Regions from separate parts of the Mus musculus genome. Here regions 2, 3, 4, 5, 6 and 7 are each linked to region 1. Evidence: chromatin contacts called from public Hi-C and promoter capture Hi-C data. All regions are on one chromosome and are shown on one strand. The core of a region is the stretch at or near the end of the contact, and the rest is flanking DNA. Distances in the headings are between cores, read along the strand shown.

What was found. Promoter capture Hi-C pulls out the DNA fragments that hold promoters and counts their contacts. Hi-C and Micro-C count contacts between places; a contact is called where the count stands out from the background.
Region 2: a contact with region 1 is called in a promoter capture Hi-C map of pre-B cells, with 3 times the contacts expected there. The contact joins the promoter of Smim14 here to the promoter of Rell1 in region 1. A contact is called at or near these places in 1 of 39 promoter capture datasets (pre-B cells) and 1 of 484 Hi-C or Micro-C datasets (CD4 T cells).
Region 3: a promoter capture Hi-C map of erythroid cells shows a contact between it and region 1, with 10 times the contacts expected there. The contact joins the promoter of Ube2k here to the promoter of Rell1 in region 1.
Region 4: a contact with region 1 is called in a promoter capture Hi-C map of pre-B cells, with 4 times the contacts expected there. The contact joins the promoter of Rfc1 here to the promoter of Rell1 in region 1. A contact is called at or near these places in 3 of 39 promoter capture datasets (cranial neural crest, liver and pre-B cells), 1 of 484 Hi-C or Micro-C datasets (erythroblasts), 1 of 115 datasets of contacts at active chromatin or transcription factors (pro-B cells) and 1 of 9 other capture datasets (adipose tissue).
Region 5: a contact with region 1 is called in a promoter capture Hi-C map of pre-B cells, with 2.2 times the contacts expected there. The contact joins the promoter of Rhoh here to the promoter of Rell1 in region 1. A contact is called at or near these places in 1 of 39 promoter capture datasets (pre-B cells) and 1 of 484 Hi-C or Micro-C datasets (pre-B cells).
Region 6: a contact with region 1 is called in a promoter capture Hi-C map of pre-B cells, with 2.6 times the contacts expected there. The contact joins the promoter of Rpl9 here to the promoter of Rell1 in region 1. A contact is called at or near these places in 1 of 39 promoter capture datasets (pre-B cells) and 1 of 9 other capture datasets (adipose tissue).
Region 7: a Hi-C map of uterus shows a contact between it and region 1, with 7 times the contacts expected there. The contact joins the promoter of N4bp2 here to the promoter of Rell1 in region 1. A contact is called at or near these places in 1 of 39 promoter capture datasets (pre-B cells), 1 of 484 Hi-C or Micro-C datasets (uterus) and 1 of 115 datasets of contacts at active chromatin or transcription factors (fibro-adipogenic progenitors).

Annotation. Positions count from the first base shown.
Region 1 is chr5:63,967,375-63,971,136 of GRCm38.p6, forward strand. It overlaps Rell1 (RELT-like 1), which reads right to left and starts at 1,523. Exons shown (of 7, transcript NM_145923.4): 1 at 1,272-1,523. The coding sequence starts at 1,359.
Region 2 is chr5:65,491,355-65,494,787 of GRCm38.p6, forward strand. It overlaps Smim14 (small integral membrane protein 14), which reads right to left and starts at 1,529. Exons shown (of 5, transcript NM_133697.4): 1 at 1,382-1,529.
Region 3 is chr5:65,535,442-65,539,372 of GRCm38.p6, forward strand. It overlaps Ube2k (ubiquitin-conjugating enzyme E2K), which reads left to right and starts at 1,804. Exons shown (of 7, transcript NM_016786.4): 1 at 1,804-2,105. The coding sequence starts at 2,043. It also overlaps a transcript of Smim14 not described here.
Region 4 is chr5:65,333,685-65,337,275 of GRCm38.p6, forward strand. Rfc1 (replication factor C (activator 1) 1) reads right to left here and starts at 1,955. Exons shown (of 25, transcript NM_001347357.1): 1 at 1,840-1,955. The coding sequence starts at 1,842.
Region 5 is chr5:65,862,126-65,866,090 of GRCm38.p6, forward strand. It overlaps Rhoh (ras homolog family member H), which reads left to right and starts at 1,459. Exons shown (of 3, transcript NM_001081105.2): 1 at 1,459-1,756.
Region 6 is chr5:65,389,384-65,392,823 of GRCm38.p6, forward strand. It overlaps Rpl9 (ribosomal protein L9), which reads right to left and starts at 2,048. Exons shown (of 8, transcript NM_011292.2): 1 at 1,993-2,048; 2 at 1,563-1,609; 3 at 1,356-1,471; 4 at 1,005-1,100; 5 at 95-227. The coding sequence starts at 1,608. It overlaps Lias (lipoic acid synthetase), which reads left to right and starts at 2,114. Exons shown (of 11, transcript NM_024471.5): 1 at 2,114-2,290; 2 at 2,837-3,006. The coding sequence starts at 2,246.
Region 7 is chr5:65,762,094-65,766,008 of GRCm38.p6, forward strand. N4bp2 (NEDD4 binding protein 2) reads left to right here and starts at 1,428. Exons shown (of 20, transcript NM_001024917.1): 1 at 1,428-1,497.

The DNA of each region.
Region 1 (3,762 bases), core at 273-2,772:
AATCTACGTTGAAACTATGTTGTAGTTACAAGTCTCGGGAAAGAAGCCCAGGATGCACGGGAAAATCTCCCATCCAATAGAACGAGTCACCAGCTTCCCTTTCCCCTGGGTAGATGGCTGAAGGAAATGCGGATCTGCTAATAAATACCCAGGAGACACATCGTCTATCTATCCTGTTCCCTTGCTAGCTCGTTCTGATGCCCATGAAAAAGTAAAGGACAAATGAGAAGCAGGCTCCAAAGCTCCGAGTGACTAGAACATTCTCCAAAAAGAAGAGCAGCACGTATATTTTATAGAGAAGACAGTCACCGTTGGAAGCCTTCCAGCTGCTTATTATTTGGGCCTGAAGAGGAGCCACCCCTGAAGGCAAGCTTGGCAGAGCCTGCTGACGTAAGAATCAGCCTGTGGTAACCCCAAACGGCCAGGAAGGCTTAACTTTTTTTTTTTAAGTACTGCAGCGAGGTGGCAATTAAGAGGGGGAAACAATTATTAAGAATCCCTGGTGTGTGCCTTATAAAAACAGGAGCACAAGGCAAAGGCGTCCTTAAGTAAAAGGTAGACCTCTTAGATTTCAGTTAGAAACTCCCGCTGATGGCTTGTAGTTGAAGACAGCACTCAGCGTCTCGGCTTGGTGGCTTCCACCCCGACCACAGAGGTTCCTTTTGTGATGACAGGATTTGATACAAAGAAAAAGCAGTATACATTATAGATGTCTTTCCTCTTTCCCGGCCTAATTTATCCAGCATGTATGGGAAGGAGTGAGAAATTCCCGACTTACTAAAAGAATCCATAACCACCTGCAAAGACTGGCACTTTCAAGGCTTTAACATAATGAAAAGGAAAGAAGAAAATAAAGCGAGGAAGGAGGCTGGAAAGCAGAACCCTATCCCGGGTGTCAAGATATTCGCCTGGTGAGGCCTCTGAGGACCAGGACAGTAGAAAGGGGTCCACGGCTAGGGAGAAGGCATCCCAGGAAAGCGACATCCTGAAGAATCCGAGTTGGGGTCCCGCCGTTTTTTAGAAGCGGCGGGGAGGGAAGGCGGGACCCCGGCAGGCGGGTGGGGAAGGACTGGAGCCGCGCTGCGCGCCGCACCCTGCCCGGGCCACCCCGGGACACCCAGATGTTCAGAGCCAGATCCGGTAGCACAGCAGGGCGCGCGCAACTCAGGGCGCGGCGGGGTTGTGGGCTCGACCGACTCGTCGAGCCCCTGGCTCCCTTCCGTGCGCAGACCCAACTCACCAGGCGTCCCGACCAGGACCAAAGCACTCACCGGCGGCCACCAGCGGCGAACTCACAGCGCCTCCCACGAACACTGAAGCAGCAAGCACAGCGGACCCCGGGAGTCCCCACAGAGCCATCGCCGCGTCCCTCTGCCCTCCTCGCCCCGGCCGCGGCGTCCCGGGTCGGGGTAGACGGTGCAGCTCGAGGGCTGCCGGGTGGATTGAATGCAGGAGCTCGGCCCCCGCGAGCCCCTACCCGCTCAGCCTGGACCCGCCAGGACCCCGCCCACCGCACGGAAGCCCCGCCCCTGATCGCCGCGCCCCGGTCCCTTGAAGCCTGGACCCGCCTCCGCACGCATGACCCCGCCCCCGAGTCCAGGCCGCGCCTCTCCTGTCACTCCCGCTTCCCCTCTAAACCCTTGGGTCGCGTCAGCCGCGCGCCCAAGCCGTGGCCCCACCCCGAGCCCCGCCCACTGCTGACCCTCTCCGCCTCCTCTGCTGGGCGGGCTAACCCTGCCCAGCCAAGTGGCGGGTCTGCGCGGGAGCCTCAGGCTGGGGCGGGTTACTCCCTTCTCCTGGGTCCTGGGACTAGTCAGATGCGGGAAGAGGAAGGCAGAGGTTAGGCCAGGAAGCCCAGGATGGAGAGCAGACAGGACCAGCAGTTTCAGAATGGCGCGATGTTTTTTTTTTTTTTCTCAATCGGAGTCTTTACCCAGTTAATTAACCTTCGTTAGTGGTCTAGGAAGGAATGCTACGTTCAAAGTCATGGTTGATCGTTTAAACATTAAGGAGAATAAATTAAAAAAAAAAAACTTTTTTAATTGTCCCCATCCCATTCTGTCTAAGCTACTTCTATTGAGGAACACGTCCCCACACACTGGTTGTTTGCTTGCGTTGGACTGGGTTTTGTTTTAATCATCTTGCAAACACTCCCCTGGAACAATTCTTCAACTTTCCAGTCACTTCTGTCTTCATATCCTCACATCAGCTCGGTAAGGTGAGTATTATCCCCATGTCACCGGCCAGGAAGTGAGCTCATGAAGTCTGCATGACCTGGGCCACCATGATCCATGTATCTCCAGTGTTTGCTTGCAGGTTTAATCTCAGCTCCTGGCTCAAGGACAGCATGCACTAAGAGGGCAGAAGTAGTTGTTAAAGGGGAATGTACCTTTTTCTGACTAGCTTCCTTTTAACTAACCAATAGCCTCGTTTTAACTAATCCGTGGAGACTCCACACAAGGTCCTTAAAGCCCAGTCCTGACAGATGTGAGCTGAATGGAGGGTGGGTCTTCAGCCCCTTCTGTAAACTGACTGGTGGCCTCTAATGCTCAAGGGGGAGTTATTTCTCCTCTCTAACACCCTCCACCCTTCTGTTACAAATAGCAATGATGTGAGAATTACCAGGGAGAGAAGCTGAAGGTTGGAGGCCCTGCCCTTTGAGTCAAAGACAGGAACTATGGATCCTATGCACAATTTGTGGCACATCCTGTAGTCTGACAAATGTATCAAAGGGAAAGGTCTGAGAAAGAATGCAGAGGAAAGACATTGTGCTGGCCAGTTTTTTTTTTGTTTTGTTTTGTTTTGTTTGTCAACTCAACACAAACTAGAGATTTGTCTGAGAACCTCAATTGGAAAAAAATATCTCCATAAGATCAGGTTGTAGGCAAGTCTGTAGGGCATTTTTCTTAATGAGTGATTGATGGGGGAGGGCCCAGCCGATTGTGGTTTCTGTAAGAAAGCAGACTGTCCAAGCCACGAGGAACAAAGCCAATAAGCAGCACCCTTCCACGGTCTGGGGGCCAACTCCTGCCTCCAGGCTCCTACCCTGCTTGAGTTCCCGGTTTGTTTCCTCTGATAATTAAACAGCAACGTGGAAGTGTAAGCCAAACAAGCCCTTTCCTCCCTGTGGTGGTTTGAATAGGACTGGCTCCCATAGACTCCTGTGTTTGAATGCTTGTCCCCAGAGAGTGACACTATTAGGAGGTGTGGCCTTGATGGAGGAAGTAAGTCCCTGGGGATTGGGCTTTGATATCTCAGAAGCTCAAGCCAGGCATACTGGTTTAAGGCTGCCTGAGGATCTGAACGCTCAGCTGCCTCTCCACGGGTGTTTGCATGCCACCATGCTTCCAGCCATGATGACAATGAACTAAAACTCTGAACGGTAGCCAGCCCCAATAAATTGTTGTCCTTTATAAGAGTTGCTATGGTCATGGTGTCTCTCCACAACAATAGAACAGTGACTAAGACACTCTCACAAGTTGTTTTGGTCACAGTGTTTCATCACAGCAATAGTAAACCCTACAAAGTAAGCAATAGAACAAACATTCATGTGGTTATCTAACTATTAGAGGAGAGAATCCTGGGCTTAGAAACTGAAGGACAAATTATCAACAGTCACCAAACCAGCTGCATCACTCATTGGAAATACTGAGCTAAGTGCCGGAAAGGGGTCTGGGGTCCCAGGGAAATGCACACAATCCAAAGCATTTTGGCAACACCAAAAGTTTTGCCTCAGCAGAAGGGTATGAAGCCAGGCCAGAT
Region 2 (3,433 bases), core at 279-2,778, 1.5 Mb after region 1:
TCTATAAACATCTCCTCCAATCACTACAAAAACATCTCACAAAACAAAAAATATTGTTTTAGAATAGTAAAAAGGGTGAGGGTTTTTTAAAAAAATCTGAAAAGGGGGAAGTGCAAAAAGAAAATTCTCCTTTGTCTATATCATCAAGATTCCAAGTATGGGAGAAAAAAAAGAGGGAAAATCCATGATCTACACAGGAGGAAAAGATTTGATACGAGGTCCGTTACTGCCCAAGGGCACACCCTTCAAAGATAGGGGTCTAAATTCCTAAGACTTCTTCCCAGATTTGATGGACAGCAATCAATCTGTTTCCTCGTTCCTTCCTGCTGCTTTCCACAGAAACACTATAAGTATCTTGGAGAGGGGGAAATGTCCCTTTTCGAAAACACGATGGAACATCCAGGCTTGGTTTTCTGGTCTGAGTGCGGAGGGCAAAAGGGTGGGCGGCTACACTGAAGGAATCTGCGCGAGCAGGGAGTCACCTGAAGCAGGAGCACGCAGCTGCTTCCCCTAACCTCCACAGCAGACACAGGGCAGCGAGCGTTTCCAGACTAGAACCCTTGGTAAACTGTAGGTTTTTCCCAATTCTGGTACGGATAGCTGCCAAGTGACACCACAACACAAAATCGGGAGGGTGTCTTCCACACATGCAGGTATAAATGCTTCCTGAAGCTCATCAGGCGCTCCAGCTGTAAACCCAGGGCACTCCATTACTAAGGCCGCATCCTCGGCTTTTCCAACTGGGGCAACTAAAAGCATCCTGCCGCCTCGCTACAGTTAGCAAGTATCATCTTGGCTAAAATCCTAACGTTTAAGCAGCCACTTCGGAAAACTTCGGCTTTAAGCAGCGACACGGATCTCAAACCATTGCCAGGCTGTTGCCCTGCATTCCTTCCGATAACGGTGCTGCTACCTGCTCCATTGTCAGCCCCGGCTCCACGTACTGAACCAACAGAACTGAACCAACAGAAAAGGGGAATCCTTTAAATCCGCAACACAATGGAGGCTAAAGAAGAGCTCTGGCTTTTAGGATGGCAGCTACCAACACACCACAACAAAAGGGCCCCGTCCGGGTGACTTCATCGAACCCACCAGGCAAACGCCACCGCCCGGCCTTCGGGGTGACTGTCCCTAACCCCCTGCACGCCCGCGCCGCCTATGGGGCCCTAAAAGTGAAAGCACCCGGACTGCGGGTGCCTGTGCAGCCCAGCTGCAGGCTGCCGGGCCAGCGGCTGCGGGCTCCCCGGGTGCAGCGCCCAGCCAAAGGCGCCCGCTCCGCCGCAGCGGTCCCCGGGTGCGCGCGGCCACAGAAGTGGCGACGCCAAGAGGGTCGCCGAGGAGGGCGGTGGGCCGGGGAGAGAGGGGGGGACGGGACACTCACCCGCCCAAAACAGCGGCGGGCGGGGAGGGTGGCGGCCGGGAGCGTTCCGGACGCCGCTGTCGCTGCCGATGCTGCTGGCCGCCGGCCTCCTCCCCTCTGTTTGGATTCGATAGACCACGTCACTCTTAGCCACGAGACCCGGATCTGCGGGCTCCCCGAGGGCGGCGCAACAGATTGTAGCACCCGGAGCCGCTCGTGACCCTACCTAGGGAGCATGCGCGTGTCGCGCGGGCCACCTGCGTCGGAGGGGGGCGGCTCCCGCAGCTCCGGCGCTGACGTGCGTGGGCGCGCCCGGCGTGGGGGAGGCAGTTCCGGTGTGGCGGGGTGGGGTTGCTCCACCGAGAAGGAAGGGCAACCCGGCTGTTAAGTTGTCCCACGTCGCCTCCGTGCTGTCTTCCGTGGTCATGATCATCTGACGTGTCTGTCTGTTTGTCGAGGGAATGGCTTCTGTCCACGGCGGTGTTTAGTCATACTTAGGCGGAGGGGCGCGCGCACAAATTGATGACTGCTGAGACCCGGTCTACCTGCAGAGGTGGCGGTGGGAGTTCATCATCAGGCACGCGTGAAAATCGGAACTCGAAGATTACAGAAGCATGTCAGCTGGGAGGTGGGGAGGGATGAGTGATCCTGATGACGTTCGGATTTTGGATTGGAAAACAGACCTAAATTAAGTTCAACCTTAACCTTAAAAGAGAGATGTTAGAAGCCGGATGTGATGGCTCAACAGCAGAAGCAGAGACAGGCTGGTTTGCAGAGCGAGTTGCAGGACAGCCAGGGCTGCATTGAGAAACCCTGGGGGAGTGGGTGGGAGTATGTGAATTTGAGCCCAGCCAGTGCAGCATAGAATATGTCTGGGTTTTTTTGTTTTTTGTTTTTAAAAGTGAGGGGAGCCTAGCCATGGGTTTGCCCTCCTAGTGGAGGAGGGAATGTGGCCAAAGGAGGTAGCAGCACACCATTCTTGGGCTTGGAAGTTAGGAAGCAGTATTTCAACAATCCAAAGACAGCTTAATTCCCATGTAAGAAAGGACGGGAAATACCAGCAAATTGAAGTGTGGAGCCTGATAAGCAAAAAGAGCACCTCTGGAAGCAGCTGTGGCAGCCGTAATTCTACAGATGTATCCAATGACCTCGAGGAACTCTGGACGAAACTAAGCATATTTTTATAAGAAAGTACAAGAAAAAAATTATCCTGAGAATCTAAAGTCTGGACAAAAAATAGTGAACGGCAGAAAACATCCACTTGGAATTTCATTTTCTTCCCTAATAGTTTAACAATCTGACAACAAAAAAAGAAAAACAAAACCCTTTAAAACAGTGCTGCACAGTCTGTCTTTGGCTACATGGTTCACAATCCGTGTTCTACTGAGGTATGGCCTGCTTTCTTTGGTAAGGTTACAAGTTAGAAAAGAAAACAAAACCCGACCAGCGAAAACAAGCAGGGGAGCTCTGTCTTCCCTGGTACACACTGTAACTACAAAATTTCAATGAAGAAACATCCCATATTTAAAACAGAGGAAAGAAACCTTCATGATTCTCAGTGGCTGAGCTGAGAAAAACAAAACTGCTCCGGGAAGTGATGGCACATCCCCTTAATCCCAGCACGAGGAAGGGAAGGTCTGTGGAACTCTTGAGTTTAAGGCTCCCTGGTCCATAGAGTTCCAGGAGAGCCAGGGCTACACAGAGAAGCCCTGTCTTGAAAAAACAAAACAAAACAAAAAGCGGTGGTGGTGCACGCCTTTAATCCCAGCACTTGGGAGGCAGAGACAAGGCAGATTTCTGAGTTGGAGGCCAACCTGGTCTACAAAGTGAGTTCCAGGACAGCCAGGGCTACACAGAGAAACCCTGTCTCGACCACTTGCCAAACAAATACACCACGAACCTGACTTCCCAGCTTGTAATCCACTTGTATGCGTTATTTTTACTTTATTCCTTAAAGTCACCTATTTTCTTTGACGTCTGCATGAAATATTTTCAGAGATTCTACATCAACCAAGTGACACTATCCTTTTTCATGTAATACTAGCACTTTATGAAGACAGCATTTCATACACA
Region 3 (3,931 bases), core at 554-3,053, 1.6 Mb after region 1:
GAGTGGGATAGAAAGTGTTTAGGTTGTATTGGCACAAATACCTACAACATTTCTAGATTTATATTATGGCAAAAATCCTTTGTAGTGTTCAGTATATAGTAGAACCCCCTCTTATCACCACTAGGGGGCTCTGCTAGAAGATCTTTTATAATTTGTCAGTATACTCAGGGAAAGGTTTTGAGTGTTTCAGAAATTTTGAACTGGGGCTGGAGAGATGGCTCAGCGGTTAAGAGCACTGACTGCTCTTCTGAAGGTCCTGAGTTCAAATCCCAACAACCACATGGTGGCTCACACCCATCTGTAACAAGATCTGATGCCTTCTTATGGACGTCTGAAGATAGCTACATAGCTACAGTGCACTTACATATAATATAAATATAAAAAGAAAAAAAAAAAGAAAAATTGAACTCTTAGAAGTTTAAACAACCTCCTTATCTCACAGATGAGGGAAACATGATTCTCGAACTGATGGTCCTCCTGCTTCTGACTCCCAATCTAGGATTACAAGCTTGTACCACCACACTCAGCTAGCATTAGTCTTAAAATGGAATACGGAACTGATCGATTAGGTGAATACATGAAACATATTCCTACAATAACACCTTCATAATTTCAAAATGTTATTTTCTTTCTTTTTTTTTTATTTTTACTTTTTTGGTTTTTCCAGACAGGGTTTTTCTGCATAGCCCTGGCTGTCCTGGAACTCACTCTGAGACCAGGCTGGCCTCGAACTCAGAAATCCGCCTGCCTCTGCCTCCTGAGTGCTGGGATTAAAGGCGTGCGCCACCATGCCCGGCGCTCAAAATGTTATTTTCAAAGTACCTCTCAGCACCCACACCATATTGTTTTAAACTCTACTAACCACTTTCAAATAGCCTCTCCACGTTATTGCTCAATTAAATAATTTTACTCGTTTCTCTTTTCTCCACTCAACTATATTCACTCAATACAAGCGCCAAACACCTTTGTAAGTTTAAAGCTCTTTCGGCCTTCTATTTCTTCAACTGTCACTATAATAAATACAGTTCTTCACATGCTTAATCCAGTCATTCCCACAGCGTGGCCGCTGAAAAACGGGCAGCAGGGAGCTTGCTAGGAATGCCAATTCTTAGGTCCATCCACACTCTAGAGATAGGTGCTAACAATCTTAACCAGCTCTCCAGGGATTCCGAGGCACTTTCAAGTTTGAAAAACACCTTAGTTCTGCAGTTCAGCATTGATTATCTAAACAGGGCAAAGATGTAACTTCTGGCTTTTAAACCCATCACAGGCCTCTTTCTGGCAACACCTGTATCAATTACAAGCCGTGGGACACAACCATTACACAACCTTAAACATCTGTAATACCTGAGATGACCGAATAATAGTTGCCTTATCATGGTTCCAGAACAAAAGCTACGGCAGTGGATTTCCCGGGGGTTTACCAACGGACGCTGGGCAGGACCCAGTTCCTGCATAGCTTTTTCCTCCGCTAGACACAGGGAGGCACTTCGAGCCCGTGGGTTCTGGGTCTGGCCGAGTTAGAGCGGGGCTCGGCCCGGCTAGGGCCGGGGACACCCGCCAGGCCGGGCTCCCACCTCGGGTCCCAGCCTAGGGACTGGAGGTCTCTCTGTAAAGGAGGCCGAGGGGCAGGGGAGGACCCGGCAGGCCCAGACCCCGCGGACAGGCCGCGAAGCCGCACCCTCCTGGCCCCAGCCGCCGGCAGGGCGGAGCCACGCGGCCGAAGCCCCGGCTGAGACGCGCGGCGCGGCGCGGCGCGGGCTCGCTGCTGGAGACGTATGGGGCTCCCACTGGAGCGGCTGCGCCGCCCGGTCGGGTCAGCGTGGTGCGCATGCGCGGACCCGGCGCCATTTTGGTGGCCGGGCGCGGAGGTGATTCTACAGTGAGGAGGAACGCGACGGCGAGGGTGGCAGTGGCAGCGTTCGTGTGCTCGGGTCTGAATCGCTGAGGGAGGAGGCGGCGGCGGAGGAAGAGGTGGCAGCGGTGGCGGTGGTCGTAGCGGTGGCGGAGGAGGCGGGTACGAATCAGCTGCGGGCAGAGACATGGCCAACATCGCGGTGCAGCGAATCAAGCGGGAGTTCAAGGAGGTGCTGAAGAGCGAGGAGGTCAGGAACGAGCTACCGGACGCCCCCATCTCAGCCCCGGGCGGCAGGGCCCCTTCCTTCCGCGACCCCCGGCGGGCCCTGGCCGGCTTCGCTGCGGCCGCCTCTCTGCCTCTGGGGAAGCGGCGGCCTCCCCTCCTCCTCCCGCCGCCTTTCCCTCCCCTCCCCGGGCCCTGGGAGAGGCGGTCTCGCGGGCGGCTGGCCGGCCGGCCGGCCTGGGGAGGAACGGGGTTTGGAGGGCCGATGCCGAAGCACTCGTCGGGGGCACGTGAGCTCTAGAGGGAGCCCCGAGGCGGTGGCGGCAACATCTGGAAGTGTGACTAGGCGGTGGGGAAGAAGGAGCAGGCCGAGAAAACCCGGGAAGTGGGTTGGGGGAAGGGGAAAGGTAGTAACTGGATCCCCCGGCCGCAGCGCACCCCCCAGGCCCACGCTTTTCGGGGTGTTCTGGAGATCGCCGGCCGGGGCCTTTGCTGTCTTCTCCTTGGGGAAGGAACCTCCACAGTCTTTAGGTATAGACGAGGGGAAGACTTTGAGTTACTCCCTTCCAGTGTAGTGTTGGGGGAAAGGGAGACATAATGGGAAGGGAACTGAAACAATTTCCACTACAGATAGAGAAATAATTCCGAATGAGGTGGTAATCTCTTTTCTACGGACCCAGCCCGTAACTAGGCCTCATCATTGACATTTAAAGCTTTTAGTCTGGTCAAAGGCAAGTTGTTTGTTAATTAAATGATTTGAAGTAGGGAGAATAATGGAGTGTCTGAGTAGCCTATTTCAGAATACTGTTTACCAGTGTCAGGCTCTCCTAGGGCAATGCCTCTGTGACTAGTGTTGTACTGTGAAACTTCATTATGATGTCCCTCATAGTTAACTTGAGTCTCACTTTTAAAAACAGGCCTATTAAAAAACAAGGGATTTCATCAGATAACACGTTATTGTAGTTCACTATTGAGTTAGGTTTATTTTTTTGACACAATATTATAGCAGGAAATAGCATATTAAGAAAAATAAAACTCCTAGTACATTGTAAGTCTTGCAAATTTTAAGTACATTAATGCTTGCCAAATTTATTTATGTGAAATATTGAGAGTGATTGAATAATTTTACTCATCTGTAAAAGTAATAGTACAACTTTTTCCACCTAAATCGACAAAAATGCTAGCTTTTCTATGATTGAACTTAACAACAAAATTCTGTAAGTAATTATTTTTTTCAGGTTTACATGTTTTTCTTCTAGGCTTGCTTGATGCTTTGATAATGTCAATTATGATCTTTAAAATTAAGCCTTTTAAGCACATGAGGAACTGTTACAAATCTTGTAGCTCTCCACCTATATTTGTGCCTTCCAGCTTGCAGATCATTAGCCATCGTCCCAGTAGACTTGTAGAAAGTCACTTAAAATTGAAATGACAATATTAGCAGATTTAGTGAGCATACTAAGAAGTAAGTAGTGATCTGCCTTACGTAGCATGAACTCTGACCTCTGTATTCATTTGCCAAAACTCTGAATGGAAGGATGACTTTGTATTTTTTGTGGAACAATGCAGAAACAGTGTGAATGGCTGTATTCACAAATTTTTAACGGTGATTTAAACTTTTTAAATAAGCAAACTTAGTTTGGGATTGTTTATATATATATATTCTTTTTTTTCCCGTTTTTTTGAGGCAGGGTTTCTTAATGGAAGATAATACCTAATCTTGTTGGCCTCAAACATCTATAATAAGGTGGTAGGAGTCTTTAGACTTCTCATGCTTTCTTTTATCTAAAAGTGTCAAGTTACTGCCCTGAAAATCGATATATTCTCTTTGCTTCCTGTGGTGTGACTTTT
Region 4 (3,591 bases), core at 705-3,204, 1.4 Mb after region 1:
CAGCCTGCTCTACATAGTAAGCTCTAGAACAGCCTGGACTACATAGAGAGAGACCCTGTCTCAAAAAAACAAAACAACAACAACAACCACGAAGAACTTGGGAGGCTTGAGATGTGTCCAGTGATTGGGAGCACTTGCTGCTCTTGCAAAGGACCTGGCTTCAGTTTCCACCACCCACGTGATGGTTCACACCCATGTATGACGCCAGTACCAGGGGACCCAATGCCCTCTTCTGACCTTCTTGGGACCAGGGCTGCATGCACTGCACATACACGCATGCAGACAAAACACTTGTACACGTAATTTATTCAAAACAGGATTTCTCTGTGTAGCCTTGGCTGTACCGGAACTCACTCTGTAGAGCTGGCTGGCCTCAAACTTATAGAGATCCACCTGCCTCTGCCTCCCAGGTGCTGTGATTAAAGTCATGCACCACCAATGAACTGGAGAGGTATGACTGAAGAGATGTCTCAGGAGTTAGAGTACTTGCTGCTCTTTCAGAGGACATGAGTTCAACTCCAATTCCAAAGGGTTCAACACCCTCTTCTGGCCTCTGATGGCATCAGGCATGCATAGTCACAGAAATATACTCAGACACAACATACACGTTACAAGTCAAATAAGAATGTATTGGACTTGGGGGCTGAACAAATGGTTCAGTGGTTAAGAGTGCATATTGTTCTTTGCAGAGACCCTGACTTCCAGAACTAACACCCACAGAAAGCAGCTCAAAACCACCTGTAACACCACCTCTGGAGGATCTGACACACTCTTCTGGCTACCATGGGCCTTCAAACATATGTGTGCATACACAAACTATGTGTGCATATACAAACACAGATACACATAACTAAAATAAGAATAAATATTTTCCAAAACAACACTTCAGATGAATTTCTAGACGGTATTTAAAGCAAACTCACATATTATCCCGAAAATAAAAAGGCCGACTCTGGGTGGCTACCATCACTATCTTTTTTCCCCAAAGAATAAAAAACAGAGAGCTGAAACTTTTTCCAGTTTGGTGTAACACTTTTCTCCCCTGCATGCTGGTGTTCTGACAAGCTTAAGAATAATAAAAGTGTGTGTAAGTGTGATTGTTAAATATCTTGTAGATTAGCTGAACATCTTCAGTGGTCCAGTAAATTAAAAATTATTTCCAACTTGTATCTGTCTCCTATGCCAGGGACTTTCAAACAATTTCACTTTCAAACTATTTGAATGTCCACTACATTGAATTATTGAAGTTGGAACTGAGGTTTAAAAAAAAAAAAAACTACTTATCGTAACAGGTGATAAGAGATGACAGCTGTCAAATACAGAACATCCGTCTGTACTCGCCGTGTTTTTATTCCTGGTAAACCAGGATCCGCTCAACTCCTATAAATTATTCTAAACAAAATAAACAAATAAACTTCCTTGTGTCACAGCTGACACTCGCTTCCAGGAAGCTGATTCAAGCTGAAGGCCCGAGCAAACTTCTCCCTGCGAAAGCCAAGTGTGACATTCTTCCACGCAAAGCTTGAAGTCGGGACTTTAGGAAGCACTCCAACAGAGATGATTTGGGACAAGGCTGTACACGAAAGTAACTTTTAACGCCCCGTCCAAATCAACTTTCTTCTTCCTTCCTCCCTTCCCCCAAGAGTCGGGGGGGTGGGGATGTGAAATTGCCGCGTAGCAGCCACCTCCCTGCAGCTGCGTCCCTGGTGCGCCCCGCACCCTAAGCCGGGCCCCTCGGAGCCCTCTGCATCGTCCTCCCCATCCCGCACCGCGGCGGCGCCCCGTTCACACCCCCGCCTGCAAAGCCTCTGTAGCTGCACGGCCTCCCGGGCGGCTCACCATCGCAGCCCCACGACCGAACAGGAGCAGGTGGGCAGGCCCGTGGCTGGGGTAATTCGTTATCGGGGCTCGGGATCCATTGGCGCCAACAACTTCTCCCGCGAAGTAGCAGAAGCGCGGGCGGCGGCGCGCGGCGATGACGTCGGAGGCGCGCGTTCCCCGCGGCCCCGCCCCGAGGCGGGAGCTGCGCACTGGGTGCAGGACCACAGCCCTAGCAACCGGAGGGTTGCTACCTTGTAGGACGGCGAGTGCGCGTGCGATCGTGGCCGGGAGACGCCCAATTTGGGATCTGAGGCTGACTTCCTCTAAGCCGGGTTCCCAGGTGGCTTCCTTCCTGCAGTACACGCACGTGCTGCAAGGGCAGTGCTCTGTAGCCGCTTCCAGAAGTTCTTACTGCCACCACGGTAGGATGAAGTGTATTCGATGCGCCCCGCAAAGGTCAACTGTTCTCATCAAACTTTACACTGATTTATTTTATTTTTAATGTTTGACCTATTGATTTTGGCTCAAACTAACAGACCCTTAGTGAATGGACATTTTTTTTAACTTTTTAATACATTTATCTATTGAAGATGGAATGACAAGCTGTGGTCAGAGAACAACTTTCAGGGAACCTTCCATCACGTGGGTATATGTTTGCATTTAACGGACTGTTTACAGTAAAGGCATTTTGTTTGTTTGGGGGGGTTGTTTTTCTGAGGCAGAAGATCATGTGACTTGTCCAGGTCCCAAACTCCTTATGTAGCTGAGAATGACCTTGAACTTCTGATTTCTCTACTGCCTCCCAAACGCTGAAATCTCAGATATATGCCAACACTCCTGCTTTACACGATGCAAGGGATCAAACTCAGAGCTACTGTGAATGCATGCAACCAACTGGGCAACCCTCAGCCCCAATGTCTTTGCTCTAAAACTACCAAGCTAAGAGAACTAGCCCCCGGGACTGGAGAGATGGCTCAGCGGTTAAGATCACTGACTGCTCTTCCAAAGGTCCTGAGTTCAAATCCCAGCAACCACATGGTGGCTCAAAACCATCCGTAATGAAATCTGATGCCCTCTTTTGGAGTGTCTGAGGTCAACTACAGTGTACTTACATATAATAAATAAATCTAAGAAAGAAAGACAGGAAGGAAGGAAGGAAGAAAACTAGCCCCTTAATTCCTTCCTAAAGCTTCATTAAGTCTCTTAAAGAATAGTCAAATCTTTGACATAACCAAGACACGCCCACACAGGGGAAAAAAAAAAAAAAAACAAGAAAAGATTTAGGATAAGCAAGCTTTGGAAGCTGCTCTTGCTATGAAACTCTAGTGGGCCTGCCTCCACCACCCCACTGCTGGGATTATAGGGGTGGTAGCCCACACCTGGCCAGCAAGTTTCCTATGAGTAAATGAGCAACCTGGTTGTGGAATAGAAATTAACAATTGCATATAACTTTAAGAGAAAACGTGACTATCAAAGAATTTAGTGTAGAGGGCAGTATCAAACTTTGGCCTTGAACTTTGAAATCTTTTTCTAACCACTTCTTGTTGGGTCTTGTCATTTTATGACACCATATCTACTGGGAAAGACAGTAAAGCCTTCAGGAATACAAGAGTTTGTATTTAAGTAGATGTCTATTGCAACATAATTTTGGTTTTTTGAGTGAGGATTTCTCTATGTATTCCTGGCTGGCCTGGAACACAATATGGATTCGCCTGCCTCTGCTTCCCTGAGTCTGGGATTAAAGGTGAGTACCATACTCTGCATTTTTTG
Region 5 (3,965 bases), core at 209-2,708, 1.9 Mb after region 1:
TGATGTTGTCTCCTTTCTTCTGTCCATACCACGCTTCAAGTACATTGACCTATCACCCTCCCCTTTCTTTCTCCCTCTCCCTCCCCCTCTCCCCTCCCCTCTCCCCCTCTCCCCTCCCCTCTCCCCCTCTCCCCCTCCCCTCTCTCCCCCTCCCCCTCTCCCCCTCTCCCTCTCCCTCTCCCTCTCTCTGACAGGGTTTCTCTGTGTAGCCCTGACTGTCCTGGAACTCACTCTGTAGACCAGAACTCAGAGATTTGCCTGCCTCTGCCTCCAGAGTGCTGGGATTAGAGACGTGCCATTTAATCCCATTTAAAGTACCTAAGGCCTGGCTAATCCAATCTCATGTCTGCCTTAAGGTCTTTCTGCTGTTTGCCTACTTGGCACTCCGATATTTTGAGCAAGTTACCATCCTGGTCAGTAGCATTTATAGTGATTCAAGACTTAGGGTGGCGGGGCATGGGAAGGGGAGGGGGAGGGGAGGGGGGAGGGTGTTAATACTTCAGGAGAGTCAAATGGCTGGTTTAGGCAGTTTGACCATGGGGTTACATTGTGGCAGATGGTCTCTACACCTGGCTGGCACAGCGAGGAGGGACAAGTACAGTTGTGTTTTTAGTCAAATAATGAAACTCAGAGGGGTCAGAAAACAGCACAGGGTCTAGTACCTCCCGGCCCAGGTGCTGCTCTGTGGCGGTTACTTGACTTTTGCTATGCCCTTCATTTTTAAATTGTTACTAATACTGGCAGCACAACTCATTATTAATAAGGCAGAGTGATCCAGAGAACCCACCGACTGTCTCCTGCTGGGCTGGTGGTGAACTCCGTGTACAGCTGAGTTTTTTTTTTTTTTTTTACAGAGACTCTCTGTGAAGCTCTGGATGTTCTAGAATTCTCTATGTAGACCAGGCTGGCCTTGAACTCAAAGAACTCCACCTGCTTTTTGCCTCTTGAGCGCTGGAATTAAAGGCAGGTGCCATCATACCTGGGAAACCTGGAACTTCTGATCCTTCTGAACATTGGGATAACAGGTGTGTGCCAGGAACTATGGCTTTTATTCAGTACGGGGCACAAACACAGGGCCAGGCAAGTACGCTACCCATAGGCTCCATTCTCAGCCCGGAAGTTAAGTTCTTAGTTAAGTGCTTTTACTTAAGCTTAAGTTAACCGAGACCAGCCAGGACAGTGAAACCGATTTTCCTCTCTTGTTTCATTTCCTGAAAGAATCATCCCAGTTTCACCCCCTTTCCTTCCCTCAACAGGAGGGAATGGAGAGAGAGAAACGATCCAGAAAGGATAAAACGGTAATCAAACAGAAATCCAGCCGTGCAGCAAAAGCCCTATTTGGCCTCTTGCTTGGGTAGGTTTCACAGGCTCATGGAGGGAAACAAACGCACATGCGCACAGGCCCCTAAACCCACACAGGCGAAACCCCTTTGTGGAGAAGCCAGCCACAGGAAACTCACTTCGGCACAGGAACTTGCTAATCGCTTTTGTCACTTTCGGAGTGTTCCTCTGCCTCGGTCACCTCCGACACTGAGGCCCACCACCTTGGGCTGGACTCTGCCAGTCCGGTGTTGCAGCTTTTCCAACAGTGACTCATTGGGAGCCTTGGGGAAGAGAGAGAGAGAGAGAGGTAGACCTCAGGAGGGACTCTCAGCAGTAATAGATTTGAGCTACGTTAGCTTTTACATGGCGTGGAGAGCTACTTAGACTTCCGGAGTCAGTCATTTTGGTGATGAGACTTGGCATTCTACCCCAGGTAAGACTTTTGCCTCTTTAAAAATGTTTTTTCGGTGTCTCAGGAATCTCTGTGATTTTGTTAAGATTTTTTTCTTCTTCTTTAGGCTGAACATTGTAATGACCTTTTTTAATTTGTTGCAAAGTGTAGACTAAACTCAGAGATGGGGGTGTGTTCGGCCGTCTACCCCAACTCTAGAGTCTTAACAAGACACACTTTGGTTTTCTTTCTATTTTGCTTTGTTTTTGTTTTGAGATGAGGTCTTGGATAGCCTGGGCTGGCTGATGTGAAGTCAAAGATGGCCTTGAATTCCTGACCCTTCTGCTTCCACCTCCCAGGTGCAGGAGTTACAGGCATGTGCCACTGAGTCTTAGTTTCTAAGGTATTCCCATATGTTCTTGGGGCTGTGTCAGAGCTTGCTTGTGTGGGGACTTTAGACTTCATGCAGCAGTGTTTGATGAAGGAAATCTAAGGGCCCTCCAGCATCCACAGAGAGCAGCTTTAAAGTTATCTAGCTATGTAGAAAAAAAAAATCGAAATAAAAACCATATCCCAGAATTCCTATCTAGCTATTCTCAATCCCAATGGCCCCTTTCTGTACATTTCTAGATTAAATTTAGTTTCTCAGCAGGTTTCATGCTGTGCACTGCCAATAGATTGGCTGGGCTGTAACATCCACAGCAACAAAAGCTTGGGGGAAAATCACCGGTTTTAGGTGCTTCACTAAATTAAAGTTGTGACAGATGGGTTCAAGCGACCGGATCTAAGATGGTGCTGTGCATGAGAGAAGAGAAATATAAGGAAACCCGTCCTTCGGTGGACCTTCAAGTCTAGTAGTTACAGCGAAAGATACAGGTTAGGAAACAGTTGAAGAAGAAGCTGGGTCACAGAAGCTTTAACAGCTGTAGGGTTTCGAGAAGGGTTCTGGGAGTGAGCTGGAGTGCTCAGAAGGAAGGATGCTTATAAAGGATGGGGGCTTAGCAGGAAGCCTTAGGAAGGATGGGGGCTTAGCAGATGGAGAAGGGGAAGGTTGTTGTAGACTTGGAGGGCCATGTGGACTTTCCATAAAGAGGAGACTGACTGGCCTAGAGACTGGCCCAGTGGTTTACCCTCTGCCGGATCAGGGTTAGAAAGACAGGGTGTGGGCCAGCTGGAGAGATGAATGAGAAGAGACTACATTCTGTAGTTTTAAACCTTCTTTTAGCCATTTGTAGAGGGACTCGGCCAGTTTTGCATCCTTGGGCCACCTTCTGAGTGCTTAGGACTGTTTTGTGATACCCCTTGGGCCTCTAGCAGTGTTCCTTAGTCCATTGTGGATGCAGAGAAAGGCCTGGGGTGGGGGTCGGGGGGAACCTCTGTGTCTGTTTTCCTATTTAAAGACTTTCAATCATCTGTCTTTCTTCTGGGGAGGTTGACTAGGTGGATAAGCAAGTCTCTGACCTTGAAGAGCTTCTCTTTCAAAGAGAGTGAGCCCTTTGGGCCATATAACAGTTGTTTCCACGGACATTCCCTTAGAGAGATAGCATGTTATAGTGATTCCTGGACCATGAAAACTGGAATCTAAAACCATGGCAAATGAGCAAGAACCTGGAGTCCAGGGGCCCATGTTGAAGCTTGGCTCTGTTATTTCTGGGCCATGGGAACGTCAGACAAGTCACTGAAATTCTTCAATGTTCCTTTTTGTGTTGTTATTATAAGAGACCTTTAAATAACAGTAGCAATAACTGAAAATTACTCCCCCCAAAGGCTGCAGTTGAGATAAAATATACAAAGTGCTTAATGTAGTGTCTAGCTTACAATAAACTCTCAAAGGTCAGCCCTTAGGACTTGTAAGGATTTGGCTATGGACAATGGGGGAAAAAAAAAGGGCGCTGAGCTGGCCCAGGGGCAAGCTTTCTACAAACTTACCTTTTTAAATACATTGTTCCTTTTAAGGGAAATTGGGGGTGACAGGTAAAGGGCTGGGAATGAACTATAGACCAAACACAGAGTTTAGATATTTTATAGTGTTCACATGTGAAGAAAAGAGAACAGATTTGAAAGCAATGTTTTAAGCCTTTCCATGCCAGCTCTTCCAGCTGGCTCTGAGCATCTGCAGTTGTTTGTGAGTGTCTGTCTGGAAGGGTGTCTGAAGGTAGTGGGCAGAATTACAGAGGTTCTTGGAACCCAGGACAGAGAAAGATGCTTATTTCTTGACCCCATTTAAGTCAAGCAATATTACTTCAGTATT
Region 6 (3,440 bases), core at 798-3,297, 1.4 Mb after region 1:
CAGTCTTCACCACACCCGAACACCAAGGCTCCATCCAGACCCAAGGACAAAGAACTGTAGCAAGTTCCCATCATCCCTCAAGGCCCACACACACCTGTCCTCATCCGAACCCTGCGGATGTATTTTTCACCCAAGAAATTTCGGATTTCAACCAAAGAGCCATTCTCCTGGATGACGACGTTGATGGGGAAGTGAGCGTACACAGACCGCATCTTGTATCGGAAGCCCTGCATCAAACAAGCAACTGTGAGCCATCCTGAACAAACTCAAAGTTTTCGGTTCAGCTGGCCTAGATTTTGAGATTCCTCTTCTTCAGTTTCCCCAGGCTGAATTTAGAGTCAGCTCTAAATGCCCTAAGGTGCTTTTGTCATGTCGTGGAAATTTAACACACGCACTCTACCCACCATATGCAAGTTGCAACATCTTCCCAAAGCTCCAGGAGGAAGCTTTCTTTTACTATCTCATCCTTTGAGGGCATAAGATCCTCATTTTTGGCATTAGGCATCTGTGGAGTTACTACAGACACCACCAGATAATAAGTGACTCCAGACTAAACAAAAGGCCCAGTCCTCCCCAGGAGCAACAGGGTAACACGATCCAATAGGTATACAAAGTACAGCTTGTGTTTATAAAACAACACCTCTTCAGCATTAACTGTTTTGGGAGAAAGGATCTAGAACAGTAACTTCAGAGATGCACAAGTCAGATCTTTTTGTTTGTTTTTTTGAGACAGAGTATAACTCTGGCTGTCTTTTCTATCCATTGAGTCCCAAACATACCAGCCAGCAATCTCCACTATATGTATCTACCAACAAACAAAACCCCTGAAACAGAAGTAAAGGAGCCTGCCCAGCAAATTCCTGGGTCTGATCTGTGCTAACCCACCCCCAATATCTGAAAGTGCCTCCTTTGTAGAAGTACAGTCCATCCTGGCCCTAGACATTTATACACACCCAAGGAACCTCTTCCAAAGGGTTAAAGGGCAGAGTGGAGGGCTGACTTACCAGCGTGACACCCTTGATCATGTTCTGAACATGACTGCAGATGGTCCTGACGGTGGCCAGTTCCTTTCTGTTACCCCACCATTTGTCAACCCGGAGCTGAAACACAACAACTTTAGAATTAAAACACAGCACTTTTAGCTGGCGAGTACTAGCACGCAAAGCCATGTACAAATGCACCGTATGTCACACGCACAGGACACCAGAGGGACGACACACACACACCCAAGTTCACTCATAAAAGAACTGAGTCCGAGTAACCCACTCGGCCACGCATGGGGTGGGGGATTAACATCGGTTACCGGGTTTTGTTACAAGCAAGCACCCGAAGCATCGGAAGACACAAGTTCTTACCCTTTTCTTCTTCTTCCCAAGAAGACTCAGCTCCACGTTGATGTGATTGAAGTCCCTCCGCAGAGTCCCCCTGGGGCCCTTCACAATGACTGTGCGCCCCTTCAGAGTGATTTCGACTAAACGAGAAAGTGAACTGGTGAGACCATAGGCCGGGGTTTAGAGCATGCAGGAAAGCCGTCAGCGGCCGGCGGGGAGCCATCTACTCACCATTCTCTGGAATGTCCACAGTCTGATTGCTGAGAATGGTCTTCATCCTGAAACACAGACACCCGGGTGAGACGGCTGGGGCGGGGGACGCTCTACACCCGAGACCCGGCAGCGTTCCGCTCCCAACGGGAATCGCCAGCTACGAAAGCCGGCAACAAGGACCCAGGTGTGTCCGGGACAAGGACTGGACCGGGGGCCCCGGAGAAGAGTAAGGAAGCCCGGCTCGGTGCGCCATGGCGGAAGGGCTACGACCGAGATGGGCCTGAAAGCCCGAACGCCACTTCCAGCTCGCGCCACCAAGTCCCAAGGACGCACGTCGTGCTGGGGGACAGTCGGGACAAAGCCTTGGGGCATCGGCTCCATGCCGCCGGGGTCCCCAAACAGAGGATGGGTTCAGATTCCCGGGGCACCCGGTCCCTAAGCTCCTCACCTCGCAGTAGATGGGGCAAAGAGAGAACGTCTTTCGTCATCACGTTCTTGTAATCCGTCAGGGCCCTGCGTGTCGCGTCACGACCCGAGCGACGGCTTTAAGGCGGAACTACTCGATTGCCGAGCTAGTCGAGTCGCGCCGGTCGGCGACGACGTATCGCGTCATGACTCAAGCGACGAGTTGTTGGACGCGTCCGGTGCCGGGGGTGCTGTTCCCTCGATCCCTTGACACTCCTGAGACCTAAAAGAGGGGGATGGCTCTACGCTGCTGGGATACAGCTCGCAGCCTGGGGTCCCGGGTGAGCGGCGGGAACGCCATTGCTTATCCTAAGTTCAAAACTAGGGAAATTGTTCCAGATATCCTTTTTTTAAAAGCCCCGACAGCTGTGGCATATCTTAATTATTGCAAACTTGTTGACAACATATTTTAGTACCTGTTTTAGGAATAGAAGACATGAAAACGTGGCATGTTAAGTCACCCACTAAGGTTTTCTAACCTATATTTAGCGGTTAACTTTGATCTGCGTCCCACTTTTTTCCCCCATTTGTCATGGCTGAGCGTGCATCAGGGTCTCTGTAATCTAGGCTGGCCTGAAACTAAATTCTTAGACCAAAGACGACTCCTCACTCTGCCTCCTCTGAGAGCTGCATTACGTGTTTGAGCCGCCGTGACTTACGGTTCTTTCACCTTGAGTCTTTTTCAGGTTCTGATCTACGTAGTTTGAGCTCTTAAATCGTTTTACATAATTTCTGAATCAATTTCTTTAGCTTTGGTATTATAATGGGTTAAAACTAAATTATTTCAGAGTCTACTGAGTGAATGTTGTACTGAACCCTTTTTGTAGATATTTGGAAGATATGCGTTCACGGTTAGAGCATTAAGTTCTTTGCCAGATAAGAAAAAGGAATTTTTGCATAATGGACCAGACCTTCAAGATTTTGTATCTGGTGATCTTGCAGACAAGAGTACATGGGATGAATATAAAGGAAACTTAAAGCGCCAGAAAGGAGAAAGGTAATTGAACATTAGATTCCACTTTGACTTTGTGCATTGTTTGGTTTTGTTTGTTTGTTTGTTTGTTTTGGTTTTGATTTTTTGAGACAGGGTTTCTCTGTGTAGCCCTGGCTGTCCTGGAACTCACTCTGTAGACCAGGCTGGCCTCGAACTCAGAAATCCACCTGCCTCTGCCTCCCAAGTGCTGGGATTAAAGATGCACTGCCTGGCATTGTGCTTTTTTTTTTTTTTTTTTTTTTTTTTTTTTCTTTTTTAATCAAGCCTTGTAGGTTTTTCTGTACCCTTTGGCCATTTCTTCATCCTTTCCAAAATGACCATTTTATGCTGCCATATCCCATTTTATATCTAGCATCTAATTGAGAAAGTATAGGTTTTTCTCTTGATAGTTATTTTATTTATTTGGGTTTTTGGAGATGGTTTCCCTATGTAGCCCT
Region 7 (3,915 bases), core at 178-2,677, 1.8 Mb after region 1:
TTAGAATGTGAGCCAATAAGGAAAGAGGAGTCCTTGGAAGTATTCATAAAGCAAGCCTGGCATTGTGCACACTGGTAAAGATGGCTTTGTTCTTTACATCTGTGAGAATTTTATGGGTTTGATACTTTTCTTTTGACATAGTAAGCAAAAGTAATTCAGATTGGGTGGTGCTGTCCCTTGAAATATATTTTCTAATGTTTAAGAATTCCCCCCTTTTATTATTTGGACTTAAGATGTGATAAATCCTTAACAGATGTTCAAAAGAAATTCAAGAACTTAAATACAAGTTTTTATTATCACGTTGAACATATTTCAGATGAACAAAATTAATATAAATTTGCTAGGTTTGTTTGAAGTCTATAATTACTAAGTTTCTTTCATTTCAAAAGTGGCATATATTACAGTTATTAGGCTCCTAATAGCTGCTTAGAAACAGATTAATGTTAGGTTCTCAGCAGTAGCTACTTACGCTCGGGATTGTAGACTATTAAATTTCTTTTGTTTACCATATTTAGAATAAGCCTTAATAAAGATGTTTGTATAGTATATATTTTTAAACACTGAAACTCAAGAGATCTCTAAAAAGACAAAGAAAATAAAAAACACATCCATTCATATTCTTTTCTGTGTGGGAGATTTCATTAGAACATTTATTTGCTTAAGTACACTAGTTTCTTTGCTTAAATACACCAGTTTCTAGAAAAAACCCCACTAGACCATTTGCTCATTGAGTGTGAGAATGTTCAAGCCAGATCTAAAGGGATTTTTTTCACTTGTATTCTTTCCAAATCTACATTCAGTTTAAATAATTGCCATAACAATTGACAGATAATCTGTCTCTCTGATGTGGATGAATATCAAGAGGTTATTTTACTACGGGGGGGGGGGGCAGTGAAAAATACAAAGTAATTGCAAAGAGAGAGGAAAGTCCAGGAGAAAACAGACACAAAAACAAAAAGAACAAAACTAAAAACTCCGAAACGACCAGTAGCATCATTAATCAGAAGGCTAGAGAGAGACACACACTTTTGTACTCTGATCGTTTCATGTCAGGACAGAACAAATTAAGCAAGGAAGTCAGAGTCCAACAAGGAAAAACATGGAGCGGGCTTAGGGGACGGGCTAATCATCCAGGATCGTTAACAGGGAAAGGGAACACTGTTGCTTTTTCTTGGCACCTGAAAACTCCAGCTCCACACTGGCAAAGGCCGCAGCTCTTTTGGGCTCAGGCCAGCGGGTTCCGACCGCACGTTGGCGGCGCGGGCTGGATCCCGGCAGCCTCCGTCCCGGTTGCTGGGGCCGCGGGGCCCTTTGTTCCCGCGGGGCGCCGCCGCCCGTCCGCCCCGAGTGAGCGGGCCCCCGTGGGGGACAGCGCGGGGCCCATCGCCTCGCCCCGCCGACCTCGCAGCTGCAGTCCCGCCCGCCCCAGCTCCTAGTTCCTCCCTCGCTGCCCAGGGCCAGAACGACCTTGTTTTGCTTTTCGGGCTCGGGAGAGAGGTGAGGGTTAGACCCGGCCGCGGCTCACCGGGGCGCTTACACGGGCAGCAGTAGGGGGGGTCCCAGCGCCTGCCTTTCCCCGGAGCCCTCGGGGGACAGCGGCGGGCCGCAAGCTTCCGGGAGAGCCTCGGGGGGCCCCGCGGGTCCCGGGCTGCGCCTCCCGCCAGGCCCGGGACTCACTTCTCGTAACGGAGCCAGCGAGGCGCCAGCACCGGTGGGCTCGGGTCTCCGGGCCGGCGCCGTGGCGGGCGCGGGCCGACGCATCCTGGAGAGCCCGGGGTGGGTGGGTGGGGGGTGTGCGGAGCAGCAGAGGTCGCGGCCCCGGGGCGGGGGCGGAGATCCACCTGGCTACGTGGCAGCCATTGCGGCGGCCGCGAGACCCCTCCCCACGCGGCCGCCCACCCGCCCTCTCGCGGCGGGCTCCTGCGCGGCTGCTCTTCCCCGGTCGGACGGAGAGCGGCAGTGTGTCCTCGCTCCGCACGCTCGCTGCGTCTCCCCCACCCCCGCCCCGCGGACACAGCTGCTCGCCAGCCCCGCGCCGCGCCGCGCCGCGCCGGAGAGCGTAGTGGCTGGCGGCGGCGGGAAAGGGTTGCGGACCCGCGGCGCTTACTCGACGACACGGCCCGGGGGCTTCGACGCCCCGCTCCCGCAGCAGGTAAAGGCGGAGGTTGGCGAGGCGGGCGGCGGGACTCGGGGAGGAAAAGAGCGGGAGGGGATCCCGGGAGCGCGGAGTCCCAGAGGAGGAGGGCCCGAGGCGGGCGGCGAGCGAGAGACGCGGCAACCCCGGGCAGGCACGGGCCGGGCGGGCGGGCGGGCGGAAGGGGAGTGAGGCGTCGCGGGAGGCGGGCCCTGGCGCGGGGCCCGAGGCCGAGCGAAGGCGGGCGCCGCGGCAGCTTCCCCGGCAGCTCCTCCAGCGCCTGGCGGGCCTCCAGGCCCCGACACACCCCTCCCGCCCCCGGATTCTCCGGGTGCCTTCCCGCCCCGACTTGACCTCGCGCCCCTGCGAGCGCCCCGCCGTTTTCCCAGGCCGAGCCTTGTGGGAACTTGGGCCGCCTGCCCGGGCTGGTAGTGCCCGTAGAGCTGTTTATTTACTCACTTCCAAACCACACGCACGCACGCTCGCTCGCAAGCTCACTCCACACCGGCAGGCTGGCCTCCCTCCGGGCGGGTGCGCCCGCGACCCTCACCCCTTCCCATCCGTAACTTTCCCTCTCGCTCTCCGAAAACCGGGCTTCGAGAGACGGAGTCAGACCGCGGGGCAGTTTATCCCGCTCGCGCTTTTGGTTACAACACTTTCTTTATTCCTGCCCCAAAAAGAGAGCGGGAAGAATTTTTTTTTTAACTCGATGCCAGCCAGATCGGAGGCAGGGCCCGCTGGCTTTAGGGAATCCTTCCGCACATGTCTTTAGGAGTGGGAGGTGGCCTTGCTGTACCGACAGGTTTGTACACACTCTTGCCATGCAGTGGTTGTAACGTCTCCATAGCACAGGTCTGGCTTGCGAAGGATTGGCTGCTTTTTCTACTCGGTGTCTCCGAGCCAATCAAGAAGCGCGGCTTGCCTGGAGACTGGTTAACTCAGAAAAGGTGGGGATTGGTTGAGCCTCCGAGGGGGGGAAAAAAAATCCCGGAGATAACCTGGCCTTTCAGAAAACAATGACTGATTTGCAGCTGCCTCTCCGCCCCCAGTTAATTTATTTCTTTTTAATACAGTACCCTTCGATAGCACCATTCGCCTTTTCTTTCCTTAAAAAAAAAAATCACTTCTACGGTTGGCCTTCAAATTAGCTCTCAGATGCAACTCGTTCGAACTCCAGTGGTTCAGTTTTCACAAAAATAATTTTTACGAAACATAACAATGCGTTTTTGTGTGTTGATAAGTGTGGTTCAGTTTTCTTTCAGCCGATTTTTGTTTTGTTTTGTTTTGGTTAAAGGTCAGTCAATTTTCAGTTACTATGCCAACGTATTATTTAAATGTTCTGCGGAGATGGGGGTGTGTGTGTGCTACATGGTGGAGGTATTGGGAAGAATTAGAAAGAAATGGCTGCTGCTCTTCTGCAGAGAGACAGCGATTTAGTTAATGAGGAAAACAAACCAAAACAGCAGCAGCAGCAGCAACAACAAACTCAACCTGGAAAGCAGTAACAGACCCCTGTTTCCTGCAGATCAGTGTACTGTACTCTCAGAGCTTTCTGTTCACCTGTTGGCTTTAGTCGCTGTCAAGTGGCAGTACTGAACGTAATAGGAAAACCGGCTTAAGTCATGGTAAAGGCATTTATCTTATACACAATTAGAGGCTAACTCCTATCAACGTAGGTGTGTTTTAAAAAAGAAATTTTTCTTTTAAAATGCCATGATTTAATCCTGTTTCTCTGAGTCTTTTGATATGCAGAGGAAACTTTTTTATTTTTATTTTTTATT